Regions from separate parts of the Sus scrofa genome. Here region 2 is linked to region 1. A link is a contact called in public HiChIP or PLAC-seq data. All regions are on one chromosome and are shown on one strand. Each heading gives the region's core, a stretch centred on a gene start, on an enhancer-like site or on the middle of the called end of the contact. The rest is flanking DNA. Distances are from core to core; before and after follow the strand shown.

Region 1 (7,040 bases), core at 792-3,291:
CACTACTGTTTTGGCATTTGCATAGAAGCACATATGATTCAAGTAATTGTTTATAATACCTATAATTAACTTAAAAGCAAGTGTCATTATTAGGTATAATTTTTTTCTTCCTCCGTATTCAACTATGGATATTACAGTCTGGGCGTAATTATTTTTTTATATTATGATAAGGGAGTTTTAGGTGCTCCAAAGATTAATAATTTACCAAGTTCCAGGAAGAAACTGCTCTTGTTTGATGACGAATGCAAAGTAGCTAATTCTATACGGTGTCAATTTGAGTTACTTAGATAAAATCTAAGTTGCTATGAAATTTATGTCCAAGTCCATAAATCACTTGAGATGATTGAGTAACTTTGTAACCCTGTTTTTTATACAATTTAAGAGAAGGGGTCAAGGACCAAGTTTGAGTAACACTAATACTCCCTCTATGGCAAACAATGAACCTCATTTGTTTTGAAATGTATATTAGTTAACTTTTGTGGAAAAAGATAAAACACCAGAGGAATGATGTCAGTCATTGGGAACTACCAAGGTCAGAGGCAAATGTTCAAAGGATCTTAAACCAAATTTTTGAATTATTTGTCATCCTTCCATGTACATATATATTTTCATCAAGAGTTCATCTTTATCACTTTTCTGGATTTTCAACAGTAGTGAATCAGTTAGAATATCTGCCTTGGACAGAAGACACATACTGCCTCCAAAATCGAAAAAGTTTACTTATCACTTATACTTGAAGTTTAAATTCCCTTTTTGGCAAAATCTGTAAAGTTCCGATCCTCAAGTGACACTTCAAAAGGGTGATTTTTCCTCTGTTCTGTTTTAGCAAAGAACAGGTCCCTCCCTCACACAGTTCTTCTGCCCTATGCCTAGGATTTCTTGACCTTGAAGTATTAGAAGACTCAATTTGAAAAAGGATCATAAATCTTGCATGACTAAAATAGAAAACTGGTAAAATAGTATATAACAAACTACTTGATTACACAAAAATCAATTTTTCTCCCCAATAAATAACCTAGTGTAAGACCAAACTTCTCAAAGCCATTCAAATCAAGGTGATTTCCCAATCTTTGTCAAAGTTGAAGCTGCAGAACAAACAGCTTGCAGGAGATACCAAAATATCTAGCCAGCGAGTTCATCTATAGACGATAGCAAAACGTTCACCCATCTCTAGACTTCAAGTTCTTAAGTGTAAAGAGCTTTCACCACCATACACTTAGCATGGAGCCTGGAAAATGGTAAAGGCTAGCTTAAAGTTTCTTGACTAAATAGAAATCTTTAAATTCTTTAAAACACAGATCCAATCCTATCACTCCCACCCATGCTTAAACTCCTTCAATGTCGTCCCATTGCTCTTAGAATAAAGACTGACATTCTCAACAGTCTGCAAGTTCCTGCTGTTTAGCACCCACCCACTTCTCCAGGCTTGTCTCACATGGAACTCCTACCATACTATTGGTGCTAACCTAGATTCTTCCAGGACCTTGGAGACATCAGCCTCCCTCCTACAGATGAAAAACATATACATTACATAATGATTTTTAAAATACTTCAAAATAGAAATGTACAGAAGTATCAAATTATAAGAAAGCTCTAAATATCCAACCCAGATTAAATAGGCATTACCATTTTGCCAAAATCATTTTTTTCCTCTGGCTCATAAAAAATTAAACAGGGGTCTCTTCATTATGTCTCTTCATTCAGGGGTCTGCTGAGAAAGGTCCTTCCCAACTTTTCTGTCTTCTTGTTTTGCTTTATTTTTCACAGAATTTACTACTACCCACCATTTTATACATTTATTTGCTAAATATTTATTATCTGTTCCATTTAGAATGAAAGCTAGAAAAATATCTTATTGTGGTGGAAGTTCTACCCAACATATTTCATTTTCCCCCAACCCCCCTTCAGATACCAATAACAGTTGAAAGTCAGCGTGTGTGCTTTCTAGGTGTGGTTTTTTACCCTTTTCTGAGAACGTGCATCTTCATGACAAAGCACTTATTCCTGAAACAGAAACAGACTCAAAGATTTTGAAACCAAACTTAGGGTTACCAAAGGGGGAAGGCTGAGGGGAGGGGTGGACTGGGAGGGTAGGAATGGCATATATACACTACTGGAATCCGTTAGTAACAAGGACCTGCTACATAGCCTGGGGAAAAGTTTTCAATACTCTGTGATGGCCCACATGGGAAAAAAATCTGAAAAAGAAAGAATATATACATATATATACATACATACATGTATATGTATGGATGATTCACTTTGCTGTACACCTGAAACTACCACAACATTGTAAATCACCTACACTCCGATAAAATGTATACAATTTTTAAAACAAGATACAGCATAGCTCACTTCCCTTTTCCTTTTGCCTCCTTAACATCTATGTATCCTGCAAAGTCAAGTGATGTCTTACGTCCTCAGACAGGCTTCCCCCACTCCCCTGTTTACTTCTTCTTAGTGACTGTAACCATGAACATTTTACTTTCACTTATGTGAATATTGACTAATCTGCTTCTCTCTGCCACTAAACTGTAAGCTGTATGAGGTGGGGTCAATTCTGTGTTTAGACCATTATGCCTAGCGTGGAGTAAGGACTCAGGAAACTCTAGGGAATAAATGAATAGAGCTGCAACATAATTCAGAGGAAACTATTCCTATCAGTGCTCCTACACATGAAATACAGTCTTAACTAAGGCCAGGGATCAGTCATTTCCTTGGCCAGATTTTCCTGCTCCATTTTTCTACAAGTGAAGTTGGTTTACTTGGCTAACACGAAACAAGGATAAAAAGGGAACTCTTCCTATTTGTCATACAGATCGTTTTCTCCGCAATTTTTTAATTATACTTCTGGAGAGCCTCCCATTCATCTCTGTGAATTGGCCGATGCACATATTGTTTCATATTTTCAGAAAAACAATTTTATTTCAACACATTCCAAATCTCAAGTCACCAGATTATATTCAGACACCAAAGAGAAAACCATGTTGTGCTATTTACTGATGTTTCCGTGAATCAAGGGGAAACACTTCCTATTACCGTCTCATGATTCTCAAAACATTCCATGTAAAATATGAGATCCAGCTCACCTAAGTTCCAGCTCAAAAGCTCATGCATTATTGGATCAAATTATGCAGCATTTGTATTTTGAAACTGAGCCCTTTTTCCTCTGCCCCTTTCTTCTCACATTCTTTTCAAACAATGTGCACACACATACACACACACAGCTTGAACAAGAATTCAGAGGCAGACAAATGGAAATACCTATATTATCATGTAATTATTTCTGTTTGTTTTATAACAATCACACAAATAAAAGATTAAGAAAAAATTTTAAGGACTCTGAAAATACAGTGGTATACAAAGGGAATTTTTATAAAAAATTTCTCTAGGCTATATAGAGGTCTTATACTTCCTTTCAACTGAAGGCAAAGATAGGTCCTCATTTTATGACCAAAAGACCAGAAAAGAAGTATGAATTGTTATAAAAACTATTTTGAAACAATTTTATTAGATGTTCTGAAACCATATGAAGGTAAAACATGTCTCTGAGATGAATAAGTAGTACTTACATTGCACAAATAATCAAGTCATAAGCATTATTTTAAATACGGGCTAAGACAAATGCATGTAAAATGTATATAGCTTTGAGGTATGATGTATAATAATAATTCATGACAACCCCCCAGAATTTAGATATTTGGAAGCAATTTCAAAAAAAAAATGTTTGTTTACTCTGAAGTCATTAGCTCCGTCATCATTTAAATGTACATTTTTATGGAAAATGTATTCCATGTTTCTGGTATTTACACAGATATCTAAAACTCTAATTCCCATAGCAACCTGGCAGCATGAATTAATTACGTGAATTGGAGTGGACAGTATTGGGCTGGAGAGGACACATAAGAAGTTGGTGACTTTTGCTTTAAAGAAAGATGAAAATCTTTCCCATATATACCATTTTTTTTTCCCATTTGCAGTAATACTTCTAAATCTTTGATTCATATTATATAGTGCTTGGTTAGGTGCTAGTTACTGTTTAAGTTTGTCTCAGACTGCAAAGAATAATAAAACTGTGTTTCTGTTTCAAGACACCTATCATCTACTGGGTTATATAGACACATAAGTGGAGAGGGGCTAACAGAACAATAACAGCAATGACAGACATTGATGGAAATATGCATAGAATATTATAGGGACATGGATTAGGATGTCTCCTAATCTATCATCTCTCATTGGAGTCAGGACGAGGGTGCAGACCAGGCTGGCTCTTCAGGGACAGGTAAGAACTAACTGGAATTGGAACTGGGAAAAAGTTGGGGGTGTAAAGAAAAAGCCTCCAGACGTAGAAGTCAGTACAAGTAAATCCCAGAAAGAAGGAACAGCATGATATTAGAAAGAAATGACAATCACAAAGTGTTACGTAGAATATGAGTCAGGGAGTAGCTGGAGATGAACTGGAGAATGTGACAAAGGCCAGATCATGGATGAACTTGTGTTGTACTAAGGGGGTTGTCCTAATTGTTACAGCAAGCAAATTTACTCTTATTGCCAAAGCTTTTATGATGTAACTGTGTGGCTTGTTTTCTGTTTCAAAAAGATTCTGTATGAATATTAAGATATGCTAAATTAGAATATTTTCCTTAATAAAATTTCCATAGATGCCAGGGAGTCATGGCATTGGTGCTCTAGTTGCTATTTCTATTATACACAATTGATGCTTTCAGGGTACGTGTGGGGTAATGCGTTAAGATTTTTATTTCATTGTAGAATGATCAGGCAGGACTTAAAATGGAGAAATAGATTAAGAGTGTTTTGTAGCAGTTCAAAAGAGAGATGATGAGTGCTAAAGCAGAGCAGTGGGACTACACAAGGAGAGGAAGGACAGTTTGAAGAAATATTTAGGAGGCCATATGAGGAGGAGTCCGATATGGGTGAAGGTGGTGAAGGAGGAGCTGGAAAATTGGTTCGTTCTGATGCCAGCACCTCGGATGGAAGGTGTAAGAAAAACAATTAATTTGAGGAGGAAAATGTTGAGATATGACTTTGTGATTTAAGATACTGGTTAGAGCCACTAGAGGGCAGGGAATATATGATTCAGATAAGAAGTCATTTTCTTCAATATGAAAATTAGGAAAACTCCCACTAGTAAGAGTTGAAGTTATGGGAATCATTTGCTCACCTGGAAACCCTGTGTAGAGTGTAGAGAGAAGAAATTCAAAAGGATACATAATGGTGTTCCTAGAAACAGAGAGAAGAAAAGGTGAAGATAGGAAGGAAAAAAAGAATGAGGAGAGTCTCAGAAGTCAATAAAATTTCAAATAGAGTGGTTGTCAAAGTCAAATGCATCAAGAAGTCCAATATAGTAAAGATTACATATGCCATTTGGATTTTAGCTCATTACATGTTCATAGCAGCAGAATAGTTTCAGTAGTATTATAAAGGCAGGCATTATATTTAGTATTACCTGATAATGTTTTTCTAATGTTTATTGCACAAGTAAAAACAAGGCTATGATTCCTTCACATATGATACACAAATAAAATATCAATTTGAAAATAGGTTGGCGCTCCTGTGATGGCACAGTAAGTTAGGCAGCACCAGATACTTTAACCTACTGAGCTAGGCCAGAGATTGAACCTGAAACTCTATTGGGATCCAAGCCACTGCAGTTAGGTTCCTAACTCACTGTGCTATCGCAGGAACTCCAGATGCAGGTTTGATCCATAAAATATTTTTTAAAAAAGAAGAAAATAGGTCATTTCTATACTATTTAAAATATAGAAAAGGATGAGTCATTTTAATTAAAGTATGTATGAGCTTCAGGGTATCTATTGTCTAATGGGTTAGACATTAGATATAAAGATACTCCCTGGGGAAAACTATAATTATTATTCTTTGATATATTGTTTACTTATTTATACCTATTGTTATTTACTTCATTATCATTGCCTTCTGAAAATATTTATCTAATTTATTATTTCTCAAAGGAGCATACAGCATTCGTTCGTTTATATTACTTAAAATGGAATCTTTCAAAATAAATTAGTAGTTGGAAATATTTTTATTTTTTATTTTTGGTCTTTTTGTCTTTCAGGGATGCACCGGCAGCATATGGAGGTTCCCAGGCTAAGGGGTGAACCTGAGCTGTAGCCATTGGCCTATGTCAGAGCCACAGCAATGCAGGATCTGAGCCATGTCTGCAACCTACACCACAGCTCACGGCAACGCCAGATCCTTAACCCATTGAGTGAGGTCAGGGCTCCAACCCATGTCCTCGTGGATGCTAGTCGGGTTCATTAACCACTGAGCCACGACAAGAACTCTGGAAATATTTAATACTATAAGAAATTTCTTTGAAATATTATATAAACATGGGCAAAAAAGTTAGAGCTTTGCTTTCATATAAGATGTGAATAATAAGCAAAAGTGTGGAAAGAAAGGGAAGGCAAGTTAGGGTAGTCTACATCCAAAACTCATAGGGTAGCAGGTCATTGTCCTAAAGAATGGTATCTCTTACCATTCTGTCCAATAGGGACAAATATTAGGAGCCCTCATAGCATGACTGTGGGAAGATAACTCTAGATTGGTGATTTATTTTTTGTCCTTTTTTTTTGGGGGGGGGGCTGCACCTGTGTCTTATGGAGTTTCCCAAGCTAGAGGTCAAATCAGAGCTGTAGCCACTGGCCTGTGCCACAGCCACCGCAATGCTGGATCCAGCTGCATCTGGACCTACACTGGAGCTCGTGGCAATTCCCAATCCTTAACTCACTGAGGGAGGCCAGGGATTGAACCTGTGTCCTTATGGATACTACTCATATTCATTTCTGCTGAGCCATGACGGGAACTCCAAGATTGGTGATTTTTAATCCAGACCTACTGAGTCCAAGGCAGGTGCATTCTGAAAGGACCCCAGGGATTTCTGATGTTCATATGTAGGTAAAAGTCACCATCCTACATGGGAGTGAGGATTGCTCAGCCCCCAGAACATGGCTCATTCTAGATTTAGTCTACTTCAAAAAATGTCACGATATAGACAA
Region 2 (7,439 bases), core at 3,090-5,589, 960 kb before region 1:
AATTATCATAATTCTTTTGCCCATAATATTGCAAAACTAAAAAAATTACAAAACCACAAAAACCAGACCTACATAAAACATGTTAGTAAAGCCCTGCTGGCTACTACACAGCACATCTTTGCCCTGTCCTGAATGTAACAGATGGTATCTTTCAGTCCAAAAGACATTGATTAGATTTCCTTTTATGTAATTATTTAATTTTACTTTCTGTTCTTTTGTTTCCGGGAACACATAAAATGTCTTTTGGTCAGTAGATCAAAAGCCTAGTGGAGGCTAAATGCTGATAGACTGTGATTTTCCAAAAGGTTGAAAATCTTGGTCACTGGTATGGTAGCTGCCCCCTGGTCTATAGTTTCACTTTCCACAGTTTCATTTATCCCACCCAACCACGCATGGTCCCAACAATTTTCCGTTTAATATTATTGTTATGAATAAACAATTCATAAGTTTTAAACTGCACACTGTTCTGAGCAGTGCAATGAAATATTGCACCATCCTGCTCCGTCTGTCCTGCTGGGGATGTGAATTATCCCTTTGTCCAGTGTATCCTGCCTGTTAGCCACTGCGTGGCCCTCCCAGTCATCAGATGGTACATTCATGTCGAAGTAACCCTTACTTTACTTAATAATGGTCCTAGAGCGCAAGGGAAGTGATGCTGGCAATTCAAACATGCTCAAGAGAAGCTTCCTTGAAGTGAAAAAATAAAAGTTCTCGACTAATAAGTAAAAAAAAAAAAAAATTGTGAGGTTTCGAAGATCTGTGATAAGAATGAATCTTCTATCCATGAAATTGTTAAGAGGGCAAAAAATTTGTGCTGGTCACATTTCAAACTGCAAAATTTATGGTCACGGTGCATGGTATTAAGTGTTTAATTAATGGAAAAGTATATTTGTCAAATAAGATATTTTAAGACCACATTCATACAACTTTTTTTTTTTGCTTTTTTAGGGCCATACATGCAGCATATGGAAGTTCCCAGGGCTAGGGATACAACTGGAGCTATAGCTGCCAGCGTATACCACAGCCATAGCAATACCAGATCCGAGCCCTGTCTGAAACCTACACCACAGCCACAGCAACGCTGGATCCTTAACCCACTGAGCGAGGCCAGGGATCGAACCCGCATCCTCATAGATACTAGTCAGGTTCATTACTGATGAGCCAAAATGGGAACTCCCCATATTCACGTAACTTTTATCACAGCTTATTGTTATAATTGTTCTGCTTTATTGTTACTGATCTCTTACTGTGCCTAATTTATAACGGAAACTATCATAGGAATATATGCACAGGAGAAACCTGCAGTTTTAAGCATCCACTGGAGTCTTAGAAGGTATCCCCACCCCTAGATAAAGGGAGAACCACTGTATCTTCCCCAGAACACTGTCTACTCTCAGAATTGCAAGGTCATTCTACTGTCCTCTAGAAATGTTCTGTTGACAGTTCTGGGACTCCGTGAGGAAAAATGTCCTACTTAGCAACATGAAAAGAGCACAGTGCCAGTAGCCAACACTGAACGTGGAATAGTGTGTGACAGCTGACCTACCAAGTGACCAAAACATCTTCTTTTTCAAATGCAAGATAACTCATTTTCTCTTTTAATAGCTTGTGCTGATTCCATAAAACTGCTCTGGGCCCAGAAGCATGAAGAGAGCAAAGATAAATTATGAAGAGACACACTGTGACGGGGACACTTGTGGTAATGGCTTGATATGAACATAGCCAGAACATGTTATTATTATCAACAAAGATTACTGAGAATCTGGGAGTTCCCGTTGTGGTGCAGTGGAAACGAATTCGACTTGGAACCATGAGGGTATTAGTTTGATCCCTGGCCTTGCTCAGTGGGCTAAGGATCCAGCGTTGCCGTGAGCCATGGCATAGGTTGCAGATGCCGCTCGGATCTGGTGTTGCTGTGGCTCTGGCGTAGGCTGGCAGCTATAGCTCTGATTGGACCCCTAGCCTGGGAACCTCTATATGCCGCGGGAGCGGCCCTAAAAAGACCAGAAGGGAAAAAAAAAAAAAGATTACTGGGAATCTATTAAGTACTGAACATTTAGATCTAAAGATGCTCTGCATCTGAGCTGTCTGACGTCTGCTCAGTGGAAGGCAACGGACATGAAGACAGGTAACCTCAGCCTCCTCTGAGGTACAATTTCAAGAAGGGAGAATCAGGAGTTCCTGTTGTGGCTCAGTGGTTAACGAACATGACTAGCATCCATGAGGACACAGGTTTGATCCCTGGCCTTGTTCAGTGGGTCAGGGATCCGGCATTGCCATGAGCTATGGTATAGGTCGCAGACATGGCTTGGATCCTGTGTTGCTGTGGCTGTGGCATAGGCCAGCAGATGTAGCTCTGGTTGGACCCCTAGCCTGGGAACTTCCATATGGCATAGATAGGACCATAAAAAGCAAAACAGGAGTTCCTGTCATGGCTCAGTGGTTAATGAGGTATCCATGAGGATGTGGGTTCAATCCCTGGCCTTGCTCAGCAGGTTAAGGATCCAGCATTGCTGTGAGCTGTGGTGTAGGTTGCAGACATGGCTTGGATCCTTCATTGCTGTGGCTGTGGTGTAGGCTAGCAGCTACAACTCTGATTAGACCCCTATCGTGGGAGCCTCCATATGCCATGGGTGCAGCCCTAAAAAGACAAAAAAAAAAAAAAAAAAAAAAAAAGAAGGGAGAATCAGGTTGAACCAGGAAAACAGTTTCCTAAGGATTAGGATTACATGGTCAAGGACTTCTTATTGTGGCTCAGTGGTAATGAACCCAACCAGTATCCAGGAGGACTTGGGTTCAATCCCTGGTCTCGCTCAGTGGGTTAAGAATCCGGAGTTGCCATTAGCTGTGATGTAGGTTGCAGATGTGGCTTGGATCTGGCATTGCTGTGGCTGTGGCATAGGCCAGCAGCTGCAGCTCCAATTCAACCCCTAGCCTGGGAACTTCCATATGCCAAGAGTACAGCCTAAAAAGAATAAATAAATAAATAAATATTTTTAAAAAGGATTACATGGTCAGAAAAGGGTAAGACCATAAACAGGGTCCAAGAAAAAGGAAACCTGACAAAATGAATAGCAGAAGAGTAATATAAAGGAAAAATGGTATTGGGGAAATAACAATTTAAAAAAAAAATAAAAATAAAAACCTATAAATGATAAAAAAAATAATGGGTATTAAAGCTATTTGAAAAATAAATAAATAAAATTAAAATAAAAAAAAAAAAGGAAAAATAGGCAACCCTCCCAGGGAATGACCTCACCTACTTCTCAGAGAAAAGTGAGATCACCTAGTTATATCCCATCCACACAGCCACAAACCTATTAAATCTGCCCCCAACCCCTGACCTGCCTCCTCAAATTCTGGAGATGTCCTCCTTGACCTCTTCAAGTTAATCCTTCAGCCTTCTGTGTGGGCTCCTTCCTCTTTCCAGGCCCCTTCTCCATGGTTGAAGAGCACAGGAAGGTTAGCCTGTCCATAGGAACAAGCCAACCTTTGTCCAAGTCCAGTTACTGTTTCCTCTCGCTTCTTCCCCTTCATGGCCAAGAATCCTGAAAGAAGAGTCCAATGTAGTTTTCAAGTTGTGTCTTATGAATCAGATGGCTCAAGAGCTGGTGGGGATCTCATAGGGAAATGGGCAATAACCATGTCATCTTTTATATAATTTGGACTCTGTAGGATTTTAGCTGGATGAGGCATGGTTTTGTACACCAACTGTATGAATTCATCTTCCTTAGCTCTCATTCACGCTCCAGTCCACGGAACTAAGGGCTGGCACAACCATTCCACCAGAACTGGTCTGTCTTCATGAGTGACGGTTCATTCCCAGAATTGTTTTTCAGTCTTCTGTGCCCTAGGGGATGGACTCAGGTCCGCTTCACAGGCATACTTTCCTGAGTGATGTCACCCTCGGTAGATTTAACACACATAAGCCTTTGGTTTAAAAGGGCCAGAACTTTTTCTCCTTATCAGGTTCCTCAAATTGTGGTTTAGAGATCACTGCATCCATAAAATGTAGCTTGTGAAATGGTCTATGTGTAATAAACAACAATGACTTCACTTAAATTTCACAACAATTTGCTCTAACGACTTACTATTTCAATACCTGTGCTCAAAAGAATGGGGAAAAATACTAGGAATGCAATATTACATACAACAGAGAATTAAAAACAACCTCTAGGCCCCAAAATAAGAGAAATGAATTATGGGATATCAACTTAATGAAACATCATGTAGCTATTAAAATGGATATAAATACTTCTATCAACAGCTGAAGTATACATACAAATATGACACAACAGCAAGCTGAAAAGAGAAACAGAACAGAAAGGCTTCTGGTAGTGATGTCATCTGGGTGAAATTTTTTGTGGCCAGTCCCATGGCATACGGAAGTTCTTGGCCGGTGCCCCAGCAGCAACCCAAGCCACTGCAGTGACAATGCTGGGATCCTTAACCCGCTGCCCCACAAGAAAACTCCTTGGGTGACATATTTTTAAATCCATTTACTGTTGTTACAATTTGTCTAAACAAGGAAATAGTTTTTCAAAACATTCCACCATCAAGTCAGATAAAATCAAATTGAAGAGATGCAATGAGTTAATCATATTTTGGTATGGACATGTCTTCACTACTTTCCATTACTGGTAAATACTTCTATATAACACATGGAATAATCCCACACATTATAGCTGTACATGTTCTAAACTTTTAGGGATAATCTAAACATAAAGCAAATTTAATTGTACGTAATATAATGGTGCTACTTTTGATGGAACAGTAACAGAATCACTGTTCCCTTCTTCATGCTGAATGAGTACCACACCACTAAGCCTCTACTTCCAAAAGACTCTATAAACCCCAAAGACAGGATACCCATGGGTCTGATTGTCCAATCTGAGACACTTCCTCGAGTGAAAGGGTTGTTGCTATTTGTTAATTACAGTGAGATTAACAGGCATAAGACAGAGCTGTCTTGGGAAAACTGGGATATAGTCACCTAATCCTATAAAATATGAGGCAAATATTACTAATAGAACACAGTAACAGCAACGATGATAATTACAACCAATGCTCACAGAGCACTGACAGGTGCCAGCCCACGTGCCTGACATTAGTATCATTCCCAGAGCAAATCCATTGGGCAGGTCCATTATCCTCATTTTATTGTTAAGGAAAAGTATAGAGGTTAAGTGGTTTGTCTAAGGCCATCCAGACAGAACCAGGCAAGGTGTCTCGCAAACTCACCTTACAGGGTTACCCTGTCCAAACCCCCCGCTGTACACACATCGACACTGAGTACATGTAATACCAAACTAAAATGTGTTCAATCAACGGATCTCTGATGGGTATTTTTCTCTCCTACCAAAGCAGCAATCCCCTAAAAAGTAAAAATCTAAATTTGAGGAACAGAAACTCTTCAAAATACCAGAAAAGTCTTCTCAACAGGAATAGAAAGATGGGGTCAAACAGTTCTTCCAAAGTTTCCAGGAATAATGTCTCTCCATTGGCTGACAGCACTGGACTCCCATGTCAACCCTTTACACACACACACACACACCACACACACACACACACACACACACACACTTTTCCCCTTCATTTTCTTACTTCCTATTTAGGTGAACTTCCCTTTATGGGCACTCATCTTTATCTGTATCACTTCCTTAGTAATTGCCAATGTTTTCATGATCATGACGTTCCCACCTTCTATTTCCAGCCCAGTTCTCACATTCTAGATGCATTTCCAACATTTCCATTAATATATACAATAAACTTCTCAAGCTCAACATGTTCAACACTGAACTCCTTAGCTTAACTTTCAAACATTAAATATCAGGGCTCCAATCTCTACTTTTATTTCTTTGTCATGATCTATTCTTGTGTTTTTAAAAATCTGTCTTAAAACTTCTGACTGTTAAATTTTTTTATCTCTAGGCCTGAGCTTTCTATTGAGGTCTAGGTTTATGATTCACCTGCTTATTATCATCCTTCAAAGATTGTAATAAATTCTAATAGAAACAGGACTTAATGTCTTAATTTCCCATTTAGTTGCTCCAATCAAAAATCTAGTTTTGGAGTTCCTGCTGTGGCTCAATGGAGTTGGCAGCATCACTGTGGCACTGGGACACAGGTACAATCCCCAGCCCAGCACAGTGTGTTAAGGATCCAGTGTTGCCACAGCTGCAATGTAGGTCTCAACTGTGGCTTGGATCTAATCCTTGGCTCAGGAACTTCCTGTGGGGACGTGGGGATGGACAAAAATAAAACAAAACAAAACAAAACACAAACCTAATATATCCTTATACCCCATGACTAATCCATTCCCATTCACTATTACCTTTTTAAAATAAATACTCAGGAAATTTTTTTTTTTTTTTTTTTTTTTTTTGTCTTTTTGCTATTTCTTTGGGCCACTTCTGCGGCATATGGAGGTTCCCAGGCGAGGGGTCTAATTGGAGCTGTAGCCTCCAGCCTACACCAGAGCCACAGCAACGCGGGATCCGAGCCAAGTCTGCAACCTACACCACAGCTCACGGCAACGCCGGATCCTTAACCTACTGAGCAAGGGCAGGGACCAAACCCACAACCTCATGGTCCCTAGTCGGATTCGTTAACCACCGCGCCACGATGGGAACTCCCCCCAAAAAATTTTTAAATAAAGTGAGTATTCAGGATAATATCTCTATTCCTCCCTCTCTCTCTCAGACACACACACAGAAAGTACACGTATAGAGCATTTCTAGAAAGATAATACAAATGACTGTATATGCAAAACAGAAACAGACTCACAGATATAGAAAGGAAACTTATAGTTATCAGTGGGGAGAGGGAAGTGGGGGAGGAACAGGGGGATGAAATTAATAGGTACCAACTACTGTTATACAGCACGTGGAATTACAGCCATTATTTTGTAGTGACTTCTTTTTTTTGGCTCTTAAGGACCAAGTTCACAGCACACAGAAGTTCCCAGGCTAGGGGTCGAATTGGAGCTATAGCTGCCAGCCTACACCACAGCCACAATAAAGCCAGATCCAAGCCTCATCTGTGACATACATCACAGCTCACGGCAATGCTGGATCCCCAACACACTGAGCAAGGCCAGAGATGGAACCCAAAAGCTCTTGGTTACTAGTTGGATTTGTTTCCTGCTGCGCCACAATGGAAACTCCTGTAGTAACTTTTAATGGAGTATAATCTATAAAAATATTGTACCAATCTGTTGTACACCTGAAATTAATACTGTAAATCAACCAACTATACTTAAAAAACAAACAAACAAACAAACATGGAGTTCCCATCATGGATCAGTAGTTAACAAACCCGACTAGCATCCATGAGGACAAGGGTACCATCCCTGGCCTTGCTCAGTGGGTTAAGGACCCAGTGTTGCTGTGAGCCGTGATGTAGGCCTGCAGCTGTAGCTCCCAAAGGACCCCTAGCCT

The links. HiChIP or PLAC-seq counts read pairs in DNA pulled down with a chosen protein or histone mark.
Region 2: a contact with region 1 is called in an H3K27ac HiChIP or PLAC-seq map of alveolar macrophages. The contact joins two enhancer-like sites. A contact is called at or near these places in 1 of 47 Hi-C or Micro-C datasets (embryonic fibroblasts) and 1 of 2 datasets of contacts at active chromatin or transcription factors (alveolar macrophages).

Annotation. Positions count from the first base shown.
Region 1 is chr13:181,233,637-181,240,676 of Sscrofa11.1, reverse strand. All of the region lies in intron 5 of LOC106508546, which reads right to left. Among named protein-coding and RNA genes, the nearest start is that of MIR99A, 65 kb to the left of the region's middle. Within about 2 kb of position 2,041, at least 4 of the 83 cell types and tissues checked have an H3K27ac peak or open chromatin away from gene starts, as enhancers often do. A contact at or near this core is called in alveolar macrophages, where this site is marked.
Region 2 is chr13:182,193,836-182,201,274 of Sscrofa11.1, reverse strand. No RefSeq gene overlaps it. Among named protein-coding and RNA genes, the nearest start is that of BTG3, 30 kb to the left of the region's middle. Within about 2 kb of position 4,339, at least 6 of the 83 cell types and tissues checked have an H3K27ac peak or open chromatin away from gene starts, as enhancers often do. A contact at or near this core is called in alveolar macrophages, where this site is marked.